Linked DNA regions of Culex pipiens: region 2 is linked to region 1. The links are chromatin contacts, called in public Hi-C maps. All regions are on one chromosome and are shown on one strand. The core of a region is the stretch at or near the end of the contact, and the rest is flanking DNA. Distances in the headings are between cores, read along the strand shown. Region 1 holds the start of LOC120428251 (F-box/LRR-repeat protein fbxl-1-like). Region 2 holds the start of LOC120428249 (tudor domain-containing protein 7B-like).

The links. Hi-C and Micro-C count contacts between places; a contact is called where the count stands out from the background.
Region 2: a contact with region 1 is called in a Hi-C map of embryo, with 4 times the contacts expected there. The contact joins the promoter of LOC120428249 here to the promoter of LOC120428251 in region 1. A contact is called at or near these places in 2 of 3 Hi-C or Micro-C datasets (embryo and whole body).

Annotation. Positions count from the first base shown.
Region 1 is chr2:223,579,062-223,586,145 of TS_CPP_V2, forward strand. It overlaps LOC120428251 (F-box/LRR-repeat protein fbxl-1-like), which reads right to left and starts at 2,410. Exons shown (of 4, transcript XM_039593241.2): 1 at 2,256-2,410; 2 at 2,095-2,178; 3 at 1-1,272. The coding sequence starts at 2,169. It overlaps LOC120428250 (zinc finger protein 423 homolog), which reads left to right and starts at 6,966. Exons shown (of 10, transcript XM_039593238.2): 1 at 6,966-7,084.
Region 2 is chr2:223,706,070-223,713,153 of TS_CPP_V2, forward strand. LOC120428249 (tudor domain-containing protein 7B-like) reads right to left here and starts at 4,280. Exons shown (of 9, transcript XM_039593237.2): 1 at 4,071-4,280; 2 at 3,916-3,978; 3 at 2,384-2,635; 4 at 1,353-2,309. The coding sequence starts at 2,611.

The sequences.
Region 1 (7,084 bases), core at 1,160-3,659:
AACGCCGGTCATCGCGCTGTCGGAAATCTTATCGCAATAGTCCAGGTTGAGATGTCTCAACCAGATCAGGTTTTTGAAGATGATCTGCAGACAGAGGTCCGATACGGAGTGGAAGCAGTAGCTGAGGTCCAGGAGGCGCAGTGATGGGAAATTCTCTGCAATTTTGATGACCGAGCTTTCGCACAGGTTTAGGGCACTAACGTACAGCTCAAGTAGAACCGGGTTCGGTCCGGCTGACGCGATACCTTGGATGATACCTTGGCCGGTGACGGATTCACACTCGGAAATGTCCAGTACTTGCAGCTTGCGGAGTCGGACTATCTGTTTGATTCCAAGGTCGGTAAGTGCTCGGCAACGGCGAATTTTCAGCGACTTTAGCTCCGGAAGGTGGGCGCAGATCTTCACCAGACACGAATCTGTGAAGCGCACCGATCGCGAAAAGTCCAGATGCTGGAGCGAACTCTGCTTTTGAACCAGGGTTGATATGCCTGGTTTGGTCAGCTGGTCACAGGAGTTCATGTTGAATGTTTCCAACTGGAGGCTTTCATATCCGGCCAAAAGTTCCAACGCGTCTCCATCGATCAACGTGGAGCTAAAGTTGAGTGACTTAAGCTTATCAGCTTGGCGTTCAATAAACTGTGAAATGTAGTAGAAAGTCAGCACGCTCTCGGAGGCGTCATCCGGTCGGCCAGGGTAGAACTTCCGGTACAGTCCCTTGTGGAACGAAATGTGACACCCGCAGAGGTCAATACTCTCCAAATTCGGCATTAGCGACACGGTCCGCTTGAACAAAGCATCCGAAAGGTACCGATTACAAGCCAAGCTCAATGTGGTCACATTCTGCAGCGTTTCCGCCAATTTGGCCTGATCCGAAGCAGACTCGAACAATCTCCCAGACATTAGCAGCTCGCGACATCCCTCGATACGGAGTGTTCTCAGGTTTGGAACACTCATCAGTATACTGGTGAACGTTTTCTCCCGAATATCGCACGCTTTGAAGCTCAGCTCGTAGATATTCTCGCCAAAGCGACTGAAAAACCGTTCCGTTTCATTGAAATCCACCTGCGACAGGACCACATTCTGAAAGTTGCGCGAACTTTGCAGCAGTCCGCTCACTGGACTCGTCGAGTCGCTAATGTGGGTTTTGTGAAAGGCCAAACAAAGATCGTTTACAAACTGCTGATACTGGGTCGCCTCAAGCCAACGTTTGCACGTTAATCCGACCTGGAACCGATCGCCCGGATTAAGGTATCCAAATATCTCCACCAGAATCTATTTTAGCGCACCGTGGATTAAAAGAAGAAAGAACTTTACTTAGTACTGTGTAGTTTTGTGACGTAGGTGAGATAAGATTACAACAAGGGGAAGTGGGTTAAGAGCAGCAAACAGATAACTCTCGACTCTGATGGTGAGAGAATGTGACGCTTTATTGCTTCCCTGATGCACCCAACCGGCGGTCGCATGATTTTGACGCATGGCGGCATGAAAGTATATCAGAATCTGCATGAAAACTGTCCTCATGCATTTTTTGCGATATAGGGGTATGACATTTTTGCCCGTTACCGACAATTATCGACATTACCGACGGCTTTTTGGTTGTATTTCACAAAAAAAAACCCTTATCAGAACGAGGATTGAACCACCAACTTCTTGGTTATTGATCCGACACGCTACCACCGCGCCATGGATGCTTGATGAAAAGTGAGTGAAAGAGCACCAACATATGCTTCTCTTTGGAGTGTTGCTCGGGGACGGGCCAGCCTTATATGTGTTGGTGAGAACTGCAGATCGCTGAAATATTTACACGCGGGCAAAAATGATCTAGGAACTTGCTGCAAAAAATGTTATAAAATGTGACATTTTCTGCAGCAAATCCACTGTTGCAGATTTTGAGATATATTTTTCCTTTGGGTGTGTTTATCTCTGTCTGGGTCGATGTCTGATTTGATAAGGTGATTCGCGACGAAAATTGTCCAAAAACAACACGTTTGTGCGACTCAATTTGAGCCTCCCTTGTTCACAATATAAAGAAATCAATCAAGTCACGGGATCTACTGTCGGGAACAGTAATTACAACAGAAAAAAAATGCTCACCTCCATCGGCAAATCACTATATTTGGGCCCAAATTCGTCGTAGACATACTGCTGTGGTCCCGTGTTGCTGCTCATGGTGAAAACCTGCGAAAAATAAACATTTTAATAAACGCCATTTAAAAAAAAAACTTCAAATAAAAGAAAAACTCATCCAAACTCACCAAAATTTAAACACCAAAATAAAACCGTGATTATCGATTCGAGAGTTATTGCGTTCACGACGACGACGACCAGAAAAATGCATAACCAGAGGCAAGTGACAGCTGAGTTTTAGTCTCTCATACTACTGTGCGAGCAAGTTAACACTACTAGCGAGTATTCGATACACCGAAACCAGCGCCATTCCATGAATGTGATTTCATGAAACTTGTTGAAAATTTTGCCGTTTTGAAGCTTTTTAAAGCACTAAAATTTTAAAGAAAATCAATTCGAACTTCCAAAACGCAATTTTCCACGCATTACGTAAGCAAGCCATGAGCTGTCTGCTTCACGCGTATTTAATACGCGCTGAAAAAAACACGTGTTCCACCGAGGCGTGCTTTGGGTGCGAGCGCCGTCGCCGACTTGTTTGATTTGGAATGATGGAATCAAAACAGAAGTTGAAACACGCACACCACACAACAGCTGAGAAGGCATCAAGCACTCCTCGCGGGGCGCCTACTGCCACCCCTTTTGATATTGGTGGATGTGTCGGAAAGAAAGGTTTGTGTGTGGTGGAAAAGACACCTTAGCCGCGAGTGTTGGACTGCGATTCTTAATAGCACAATGTTAGTATAAGTTAAATAACAAAATATTTTTAAGATCAATTTTTTAATTTCTCATTAATAAAATTTGTACCAGATTTTATTTAAAGTTTTTTCTCTCCCCCTTCAAAGTTGGCCCGAAAAATCAGAGGGCAAAAAAAAAATTCAAAATCTTCAAAATTTCAATGGAAATTGAACTGCAATCAGCTGAAATCAATTTAAAATGCATTCCCCTGCGTTTGGAATCATTTTTAGCATGTTTGGGTTGATTTAAAAATCTTATGAATTTTTGAAAATTGTCGATGTTTATTATCGCATAATGTTTTTTTGCTATTTTTTTGAAGTACACCTTCCCAGATGTAATATTACCCTGCTTTTTTTTCTGTGTACCTTTTACTCTTTTTAACTTCCACTAAATTACTTAGCTTTCATTCTCAAAGGGTAATTTTGCAGCAATTTTTCACCTTGGCTGTTTTTGTTGAAGTCCCCACCCGCTGATTGATTGGCGTGTAAAGGTTTCCTGATGTGGTTGAAAATTCAAAGGATCAAAACGCATGCTGCGATGCTCGACCTAGGAAACGGCCCAGGGCCAACTTTGATGCTGATGTTACTAGAATGCGGCCGCTGTTCTCACGATGTTGTTTTGGGAATTGAGTGAAATAAGCTGAAATTAAATTAATTAAATCCCATAGCTATTTGCTTTGCATATGAATGAATGGTAAAATATTGCTACAGTATTACAGGAAATATTGTATAAATTTCGAATCTGCAAAAAATTATGTAATCAAAAAACTTCAAAACTTGAACTTCAATTTAAGTGCAAGCAGCTGAAATGAATTCAAAACGATTCTCTCACATTTAGCATCATTTTATGCATGTTTAAATTTATTCAAAAATATTTGGAATTTTAGTGAAATGTTTGCTTCAGCTTTATTAAAAGTTTAAAAATTATGAAAATTCTAAAACTACAAGAAAGTATATTAAAAATATTTTTTAAAAACTGAATATAAATTGTTAAATAACATAACAAAATTTTAAAATTAAGCATACAGTCCAGACTCGATTATCCGAAGGCCTCCGAAATATTTCATTTCGGATAATCGAAACTTCGGATAATCGAATCACGAAAAAAAAAATCGTTGTCTAATTTTTGATTGTTGAGCTTAAGTATAACCCCTTAACTACTCTTAAGTGCTTAAAAAAATTGTAATCCAAGATGGCGGCCAATATGGCGGTGACGAAAGATTTAAAAAATGCATTTGAGTAATTCTCGCTGAAAGTGGACCACTATTTACACAAGGTGCTCAAAAATCAAATGCAATGTACTTTTCCAATAGCCCCCACCAAGTTATGAAAGAAATCATGTTTGGTTGGTTGAATTTTTCCTCATCTCGGCGCCACGAAGCTAAAACATTTTTTTCAATTGGTAATTTTTTGACTTAGGCGTGCCTACAAAATTGCAAATAACTTTGCAAAACTTCAACAAACCCTTGATGTTTAGGGGTGTTTAGGGGTCGAAAAACTGACAAATCCATTCGAAAGCTGAGACGATTTCACATAAAGGACCAATAAATCTAAGGTGTATGTTCCTCCTACTTTTTTAATCTAATTTTAATTCTGCGAGCACAGCGCTCCGTTCGCATTTCGGGCACCCAAAATGTTGCAATTTGCTTGCCCCATTTTAAGGTTTTGTCAAAAAATATAGGTGCTCACTTTTTAAATGATAGTTTATTGTCCAAGGATCAAAATGCACTTTCGATAATTGACCAATATTTATGTTTTTGGGTTCTTCCAGGCAATTTAATGTCGAAAAATTGTTTTTTTTTGTAAAATGCTCACTTACAATTGGGTGGACTTTTTTTTCAGTAGAACTAATGAAGAAAATGTAATGTAGAAAACGTAATTTCGATACTCCAGTGCCAAGATATTTTAGTTTTAGTAAGAAAAAAAAGTGCCAATTTTACAAATTTCTCGGAATCAACAAGCACGGCCTATTATTTACATGCGGCATGTGTTTTGGAGGCCAGAGTATGGTTTCTTATAGTTATTTTGGTCGCTGAATTCGGATCTGGAATCAAATTTCAGATTAACAGTTAAATTTGGAGCCACGCCCAAAAGTTATTTGCGGTAATATGCTGTAATTTTAATCGCTAGTGAATTCGGTCATATTTCATCTTTCGCTCACCTTTAATTGATATTTTACTCATGGATTTTTTTTATAGAGATTGTTTTTTTCAACTTCTGATTGTTTTAAGAGGCCTCGTGGCGCGGTGGTTAGCGGCTTCGGCTGCCGATCCCTAAGTGGCTATGGGGAATACACGCAAATAATATTTGAGCATGACTAAAATATCACGGTTCACTGTTAATCTGAAATTTGATTCCAGATCCGAATTCAGCGACCAAAAAAAACTATAAGAAACCATACTCTGGCCTCTAAAACACATGCCGCATGTAAATAATAGGCCGTGCTTGTTGATTCCGAGAAATTTGTAAAATTGGCACTTTTTTTTCTCACTAAAACTAAAATATCTTGGCACTGGAGTATCGAAATTTCGTTTTCTTTTAGAGAAAAATGTTCGTAGTGAGATTTCCTACATTTTTTTCATTAGTTCTACTGAAAAAAAAGTCCACCCAATTGTAAGTAAGCATTTTCAAAAAAAACATTTTTTCGACATTAAATTGCCTGGAAGAACCCAAAAACATAAATATTGGTCAATTATCGAAAGTGCATTTTGATCCTTGGACAATAAACTATCATTTAAAAAGTGAGCACCTATATTTTTTGACAAAACCTTAAAATGGGGCAAGCAAATTGCAACATTTTGGGTGCCCGAAATGCGAACGGAGCGCTGTGCTCGCAGAATTAAAATTAGATTAAAAAAGATAGGAGGAACATACACCTTAGATTTATTGGTCCTTTATGTGAAATCGTCTCAGCTTTCGAATGGATTTGTCAGTTTTTCGACCCCTAAACACCCCTAAACATCAAGGGTTTGTTGAAGTTTTGCAAAGTTATTTGCAATTTTGTAGGCACGCCTAAGTCAAAAAATTACCAATTGAAAAAAATGTTTTAGCTTCGTGGCGCCGAGATGAGGAAAAATTCAACCAACCAAACATGGTTTCTTTCATAACTTGATGGGGGCTATTGGAAAAGTACATTGCATTTGATTTTTGAGCACCTTGTGTAAATAGTGGTCCACTTTCAGCGAGAATTACTCATTTTAATATTTAATAGGCAATCAACTGTTCATAATTGACTAAAATAGAGTCGCAGAACTCGAATTTGATGTTTAAAACCAGAAACAGAAAAATAACGACAAACTATTTTTTTTTGTTCTTGATTCGATTATCCGACTTTCCATACAAACCTTCGGATAATTGAAACTTCGGATAATCTAGTCTGAACTGTAACTCTGTTCAGACTCTTTTCAGTAATTTAAATCGTCTGTATCGTCTGTTCAGTAATTTAAAAAAATAAAAATAAAACAGAATTGAAAAAAATCATTTTTTACTGTGTACACTCTAAAGCATACGCATAATTGCAGAGTCTAAAATATTTTTTTAATTTTGCAGATTAATCTACTATAAGGTGTCACTTTCTGCCCTCTCGCTATGCCTCTACTGGAAAATCATATTTTTCAAAGTGACGATCTCTTTGAAATAATGTCAGTATTCGATGTTGTAGAAAAGTCTTTTTCACTCTAAAAATAATTTCTTGATTTCTTTTCTTGACTATGTATACGATAACCCCTTATGAAATTAAATTAAAAAAAAATCCTTCCCTCAACACGCACTAATTCAAACTTCATCAAAACATCACCGAACCCAGCACGATGACCGCATGGTGTTCCGTGGTCTCACCCTCCCTCAGCATGTGTCCCCGAGACTCTCTCGGTAGTCGCTATGTTTTGGTTCCGAATTCCTCTTTGCGCGCGCCCTTCCTGCGGAGAGAGAGAGAGAGAGCAAAAACGCGCGCGCCATGCTGGTGAGAAAAAAAGGATTCGCTCCGACGACGACGCTCTTTCTCCGCCTGCTGAGACGGAAGCGTCGCGACGTCGAGAGTTTGCCAGCCTGCCTGCTTGTGCTTGTTGCCTGCATTCCGGCGTGGAAAACCGACCAGTGAAGGTGTTTTTTGTGCGGACGAGTTGGTTTCGTTGGTTGGGTTGTGGAGTGTTGTGCGTGTTGCCTACTTTTTCGTTGGCGGTTGGTGTTTTGCACGTGGGACGTGATTATTGTGGGGCTACTTT
Region 2 (7,084 bases), core at 3,030-5,529, 130 kb after region 1:
ACAAAAAATGCAAGAGATCTATTATTTTTCTGTAATGTCAGAAATTCAAAAAAAAAATTTAGATATTTTCGAAATTTTTGAAATTTCAGAAATTTTAAAATTGTAGACATTTATTAAAAAAAAACTCTCAAAAGTTATAGAAAATATATAATTTTTAAATTTTTTTTATTTCAGTAATTAAATTTTAAAAAAATCTGAAATTTACAAATTCCAAATCATTTTTTTAAGTTTTGTGATTTTAGTTTAGCAGGTAATTAAAAAAAATAGAAGTTTAAGATTTTTTTTTAAATTCCTTAAATTCAGATTTTTTGTATTTTTTTTAAATTTTAATATTTTTTTTATTTTAGAAATTTAGTTTTTTTTAAATTACATTTCTTTTGAAATAAAAAAATATATTTTTTATTAATTTATAGAAATTTGAAATATTCCAAAAATTTTAGAAAATTAAGAAAATTAAAAAAATTGTATTTATTTTTTAATATTTTAGAAACTTCTTAAAACTTATAAAATTGATGAAATTTTCAAAAAAAAATAGAATTTTTCAATTTTTTTTTTAAATTTATGTTTTTTTTAGAAATTCTAAAAAAAATATTTTTTCTTGAGATTCTTGAAACTTTGAAACTTTTAGAATTTTTTGAATTTTATTTTTATTTTTAAAATTTAGAACTGAGATTTTTTTTAAATTTTAAATTTTATGTAAGTTTTAAATTTTAAAAGTATTTAATTTTAATTTTTTTTTAGAAGATCCGTTGTAAACAAACAGTCTGTCCCTTTTACTCAAGTGACAGTCAAATAAGAGGGGGATATACTGCTTGTTTACAATCAAGAATTCGCCATATTGAAAATACTACGGAAATAATAGAAATTCAAAACCTAAAATATTTTTTTTTAATTTAAGAAATTTTTAAACTTTATAAAACCTTCAATTATAATTGTTGAAATTTAAAAAAAATGTATAAAAAAATTAATTTAAGAATTTAAAAATAAATTAAATTAGCAATTATCAAAATTTTAAAATTTTAGAAATTATAATTTTATTTTAAAATATAGAAAATTTATTTATAAAATTTAAAGTATTAGAATTTTTTTAAAATTTGGGACTGTTAATTTTTTTGTATTTTTTTTTTTTTAATATTTTAGATGCTTTAAATATATTAATTTGCCGTATTCAATAAAACAACAAATTACAAATCAAATAAAAATGAATTATAAAAAAAATATTATTTTTTTAAATTTGAATACAATTGACAAATTACGACTTACTATCGGCAAATTACGATCGTATTATTTCGATCGAGTGCAGTAATTACCAATACAAATTTTAAACGAAACCCTCGAAAACGAATACAAACCTGCTGCGATAGTTCTGGCGCCCGCGGTGGTGACGTCTGCGGAGCGACAACCTTGGCGGCCTTCTCCAGATCGACGCTGTCCACTTGCTGGTTGATTTTGAGGCGTTCCTGAAGCGACTTCTTGCCGGGAAGTGTCGGCAGCGGCACCACGGGAGTCGAGGGAGGCGCCAGAATTAACGGCTGCTGGGAAGCAGCAGCCGGTCGAACCGGTCGACTGAATTCCTGGCGCGGCTGTCCGACACCATTGGGCGATGCCTCGAATGGTTTGACGGGTTCCGATGTTCGGACGACGTCCGTGCTGAGCCGCGCGTTGACGCTCCGTGGTGCGTTGAAGGCCTGGTTGCTGGCCAGAGCGTCGTAGATGGTTTTCTGGAGGGCGTCCTTGTTGATGACGTGAGTTGGAGACTGGAGGTCCTGCTGTTGGTGTTGGTTAGTACGGTTTTTTAGTTCTAGGGAGGACAGCTGCCTCTGCTGCGGGGGAGGTGCCCTGTCGTTGTTGATTCTGTGCCGGAGATCGTTGTTCGGGAGTGGTCCCTGGCCCTGGGTGGCCCGGTTCAGGTTCTTGGCCGCTGAACTGTTGTTGTTTGCCTCAGGCCGGTTAACCGGAGTGCTTTGCTGCGCTGGTGGGGCTATCTTCAGCGACATGAGCGGCTTGGGTTGGCTGTTGAACGAGTATTTTGCCGATCCCGGCGGGAAGAACTGCTTGGGACTCGGATTGACGTTGTTTCGCTGGTAGGACGAGTATTGCTGCTGCTGTGGGTACTTTTTCTGGGCCGGGTACGGCACCCGAGGGTACATTTTACTGTACGCGCTCGGGTTCCAGCTGCTGCCACCGGTTCTCTTCTGCGGCTGCCGCAGAACGGCAAATCCGGACTTTCTGGTTTTGGTGCTGCGCTGGGCCGACACCATTTTCTGGATGTGCGCCGAGGCCGCAGAATGCTTCGCAAATACCACCGACTGCAAAAACAGAAAACAACGTATTTTTAGTTAATCCAGTATCAAATTGCGCCCAGACAGTCGTGTCGACTTACCTCGCCCATTCGGCTCTGCACGACAAACGCGCCGGTGGCCTTCAGGAACTCGTCCGCGTTGGGAAAGCCAAACTTTTTGTACATCAGCGGGCCACCCTCGAGCTCGCGGAAATCGGCCAGCACGCTGTGCACGGTGGACGCGCCCTTTTTCGAGGTCACGATCGCGCGCAGCACCGAGACGGCCGCTTCGGCCTCCTCGGAGAACCTTTTCGGGCTGACGTTGGCCATCGTGTGCCTAGGGGGGAGGGCGCCCTGCAAGAGACAACAAAGCATTGTTTTAAACGAAATCGCACTGCCCGTACATTCCGTAGACGGAGAAATTTTGCATTTCTTTTGCTGTTGATCGTGCGCGGAGGGGCAAGGAAAGCGCCGCGGCAACAAAACAACACACACGCGCCCCTGAGGTTGCTCTCAATTTCTTTGCTTTATTGCTAATGCAGCACGACGTGAATGTGTATGAAGAGGAACGCAGTCAGTAGCGAAATACGAACATCACACACATGCCGGATGAGCTCTCTGGGTCAGTTGAACCAGCTTGGTTTTTTTTTTTTTAATAAATTGTAATGTTAAGACTCTATGCCAATAACTTCTTACGTCTATTAATTACCCTTAACCTACGATCTATCCCACTCCCTAGTTCAACAGTTTGTAGCAGCAATACGAAAGTGTCGCAAAGATAAACAACGAAACAGTAACGCTGACTGCATTCCTAAGCGGAACGCGGCGACGAAGCGACAACGAACAAACGATGATAATTTCGATTTCAACGTGGGGGTGGCTGGGCTGGGCGGTGCAGCTCGGTCAGGTGCTTTTCGCACAACCCAAATCGTGTCACGTCATCGCGCGAGAGACACTGCCAACGAGACATTTGTTGGCACTATCTTCCGGAATGTTCGGAACGCAGACCGCGAGCCCCCGAGAGTGAATCATTCATGTCGCAGCAAAATAATAATATTATGCTGATTGTGCGTTTATGTTTACAACATAAGAAAATGCGTGAAAGGTAAACAAAACAACAAGAGAAAACGAACACGCAGCTAAACAACCCACAGCAAGCGCTGTCTCTTTTGGTCGAGCATCCGTCGTGGTAAGCTTGGAAACAACGATCCGAGTAGACATTGGACACGTTGTAATCTTGTGATTTTTCATGTTTTGGTTGCAAGATGAAAAGGAAAATCCATGTTCAACTGAGAATAACGTAATGCAGTTGAGTATTATCAGCTGTTAAACTTTGGCTAACATTACAGGCCTCACCCTTCGACCTGATGCACTAGAGCAAGAGCTATTATGTAAAGGAATTTTAATTGCCTTCTCTTTCACTGTTACCGATGCTCCAAATCTGTAGGGACCGTCCATAACAAGTGCATTGGAGAAATTATCAATTTAAAATTTAAACTTGAATCATTAAAAAATAGCCATAAGAATATTTTGAATGGAATCGTTCAAATTAAAAAAATAAACATTAAACACCTCATCCCTGAAAGACCCCTTTCCGTGATCTCTCGATTCACTTGCTTCTCGGACTCTCTCACCCGTCCCACTCTGGCAAACGGCTTCTAGTGCTGTTATCTCCGTCTACCCATGAAAATCTTCAGCTAAAAGACAGAAGAAACGAAAAAAATGGTCCACGCAACCATCAGCAGCAAGCAAAAATTCAACGCAAAAAATCTTCAATCCAATCTCTTACCTCCAAACCAGCTCCGTATCCAGTTTCCGTATCCGTGCCGAGCAAAATCAAAACACCGAACCAAACACAATCCGCGGACAATCCCGTGGAAAATCTGCTGCCGCGTCTCGTGAAAGTGGAAAGAAAAGAAAACCGTAAACTCAAACACCGAACGAACGAAGCGGAGAATACACGACCGACCGAGCCGAGTGCTGGACTGCGAATGAGAACAGGCAACGAAGGCAGCGAGCAGCAGCAAGAGCGATGACAGAACGAAAGAAGAATGCAAAAACGACAACGAGGCGATCGTAGATAACGTGACGCTACATTTGCAAATGCACTTACAATAGGGTCCTAAATCCTGAAAATTAATAATATTAATATAATTTAATAAGTAATGTCGAAATTACGGGATAAGCCTCGCGCCATTTCGACGGTAACATTTCAAAAGACATTATGTACATTTTGACACTTTCTGGGTTATTGCATATTCTGAAAGTACTCCTAATAAGCTACCTCTCCACCAAAAATGACCAACAGTTACTTCAGTAAAGTCTGTTTAATCATGATTTTAAATAAAGTAACATAAACAAAATCTCTGCCATCAGCAGTCTCTGTTTATATAGCCCTGTCAACCTGTCAAACAAAAGACTACATGAACCTCGTGACGGAAAAAAAGCAACATGAACAAAGCGCCATGTACATTCGGCGAAGAAAACCGAATCATAACAAAGCGTCCCCCTCAATGCCAGCCGGGTGATATAAACGTTGGTGATTTCAAAAGATGTTATGTTTGTTTTTCTCAAATAAAATTACGGAAATAATGTTTTATTGAATTTGGATGATCAAGTATCAATAAAAGCAACGTTTTTCATCGTTTGTTATCATTAAAACATCTTATTTTGCTTTTATATTAAAATGGGAATTGAAAATGGATGCTCAACATTCAAATGCGTTTTTCTCAAAACGCATGGTTTGTACATGATGCTTTTTGAAATGTTGGCGTCGATTTACATTTGCCGTCGAAAAGCAAATCATAACAAAACTTTCCCTCCACTTGCAAAAGGCGCCATGTACATTCGGCGAAGAAAAAAGAATCATAACAAAGCTTAAGGGGAATTCCCCTCCAATGACAGCAGGGCGTGCAGCAGGGTGATATGTATAGATCGAGGTATAGATGATGGTGTGTGTGTGTGTGTGTGTGTGTGTGTGTGTGTGTGTGTGTGTGTGTGTGTGTGCAACCAATCAAACGGGACCACGCGGTCGCTTCTTACAAATTGAGTTGTTTCCATGTATTTTTTAGATCTACATTCTATACATGCAAATAACTCGCATAGGCATTTGGAAGGTGTTAGCTCTGCCGAGCTTCGGTGACCCATTTCTACGCTGGCTAGCCGAGCGCGAGGTACTTCAGCTTTATCGACAAGCCCCGCCCTGAAGAACGTTTGCATCAATCAGATTCAAACGTTATTTAGAACTTCCGAACCTTTGTCAAACGGACAAAGACCCAGCGCGTATATAGTTAGCACTAACAGTATTCCTAATTCCAGTCATAGCTCATCAAGCCACGATGGACTAGTTGTTAGCCTTTTTGTTTATCAACCTGGACGGGGGATCGAATCCCGCCTCGAGCAACTTTGATTTTTCGATCATGTTCAGGAGTTTCACGAATTTATATTTCTTTAACTTTCTCGTTGGGAGCAGATGGGAATCGAACCCAGGACCATTCGCTTATAAAGCGAACATCGTAACAATTTAGCCACGGCCACTCCTTCAACGCTTGAAATTAAATAAGATGCAAAAAGGAAATTCCTCACCGGGTTTGAACAACATGATCTTGAACAGTCGTTCTATGCCGGAGGAAGCACAGATCCAAATTACGGCCACAGGCGGCGATCCTGACGGATCCAAAAATTCAGACTTTCAGCTCCACGTAGTTGGCCAAATTCTAGTAATCCTCTTCAGACTAACGCCACCCAGCACCGTCCGATATAAAGCTGTCCGTAACGCGAATTGAGTAATTCTCTTGGTCTCTTGGCAGTTTGATGGTCTCCTTCTCACTTTCACTTCCGGCGCGGACCAAACAGTTTCCTTCTTCACTAGGAGCACAAGTTTTAGAACATTCGCAAACCGTTGAAATAACTTTAAAGACATTAAAATTTTGCCTCAAACATGAAAAAATCAAAACACTCCATGAAAATGACAGGAGCACAAAAATTTGCGTCCGACCCGTCACGCGACCTACTTCGATCCATCGAGGTATAGATGTTGGTGTTTTCAAAAGAAATTATGTTTGTTTTTTTTAAATAGAATGAGGGAAATAATCGAGGAAATAATAATTTATTGAATATGGATGATCAAGTATCAATGAAGGCAACGTTTTTCATCGATTATTATCATAAGAACCTAGATTAGAACACCTTCTTTTGCTTTTATATTAAAATGGGAATTGAAAAATTATGCTCAACATTCAAATGCATTTTTTCTCAAAACGCACGGGTTGTACATGATGCTTAGTGAATTTTCACGATTTCGCGAACACGTGAAATTCGTAAAATTTGAAGATTTCTGTGAATACCCGTGAAATTTATCAATTTCCTCAAATCTATTCTTTAAAATAATAAAGTAATAAATATTTCATTCCTAAAGGCTTATGGCCTATCTACAATCACTTAGCTTAGAAAATTTCACTTAGCTAAGGAATTTGAATCAATGGAAATGAAGCCGAGCTTCTACAATGGAAAAGTAATCAAATTAGAAACTGACGTATGGTTTGAAAAATTTCAAAATCTACGGTAAGTTGACGTTTCAATATCAAAGGTAAACAAACAACTGCATAGCAACGTATATCAGCCCAGCAAAATTTCTAAGTTGATTGTGGATGACGGCCGTAAGTTGCGTACTTTCCTAAGTAACTACTTTACTTAGATGTTCTAAGCTAAGTGATTGTAGATAGGCCATTATGAAAAAAATTATTAGTATTTAATTGAAAAGCGTGATATGAAACGTTTGAAAAATCGTTGGCAAAACATACA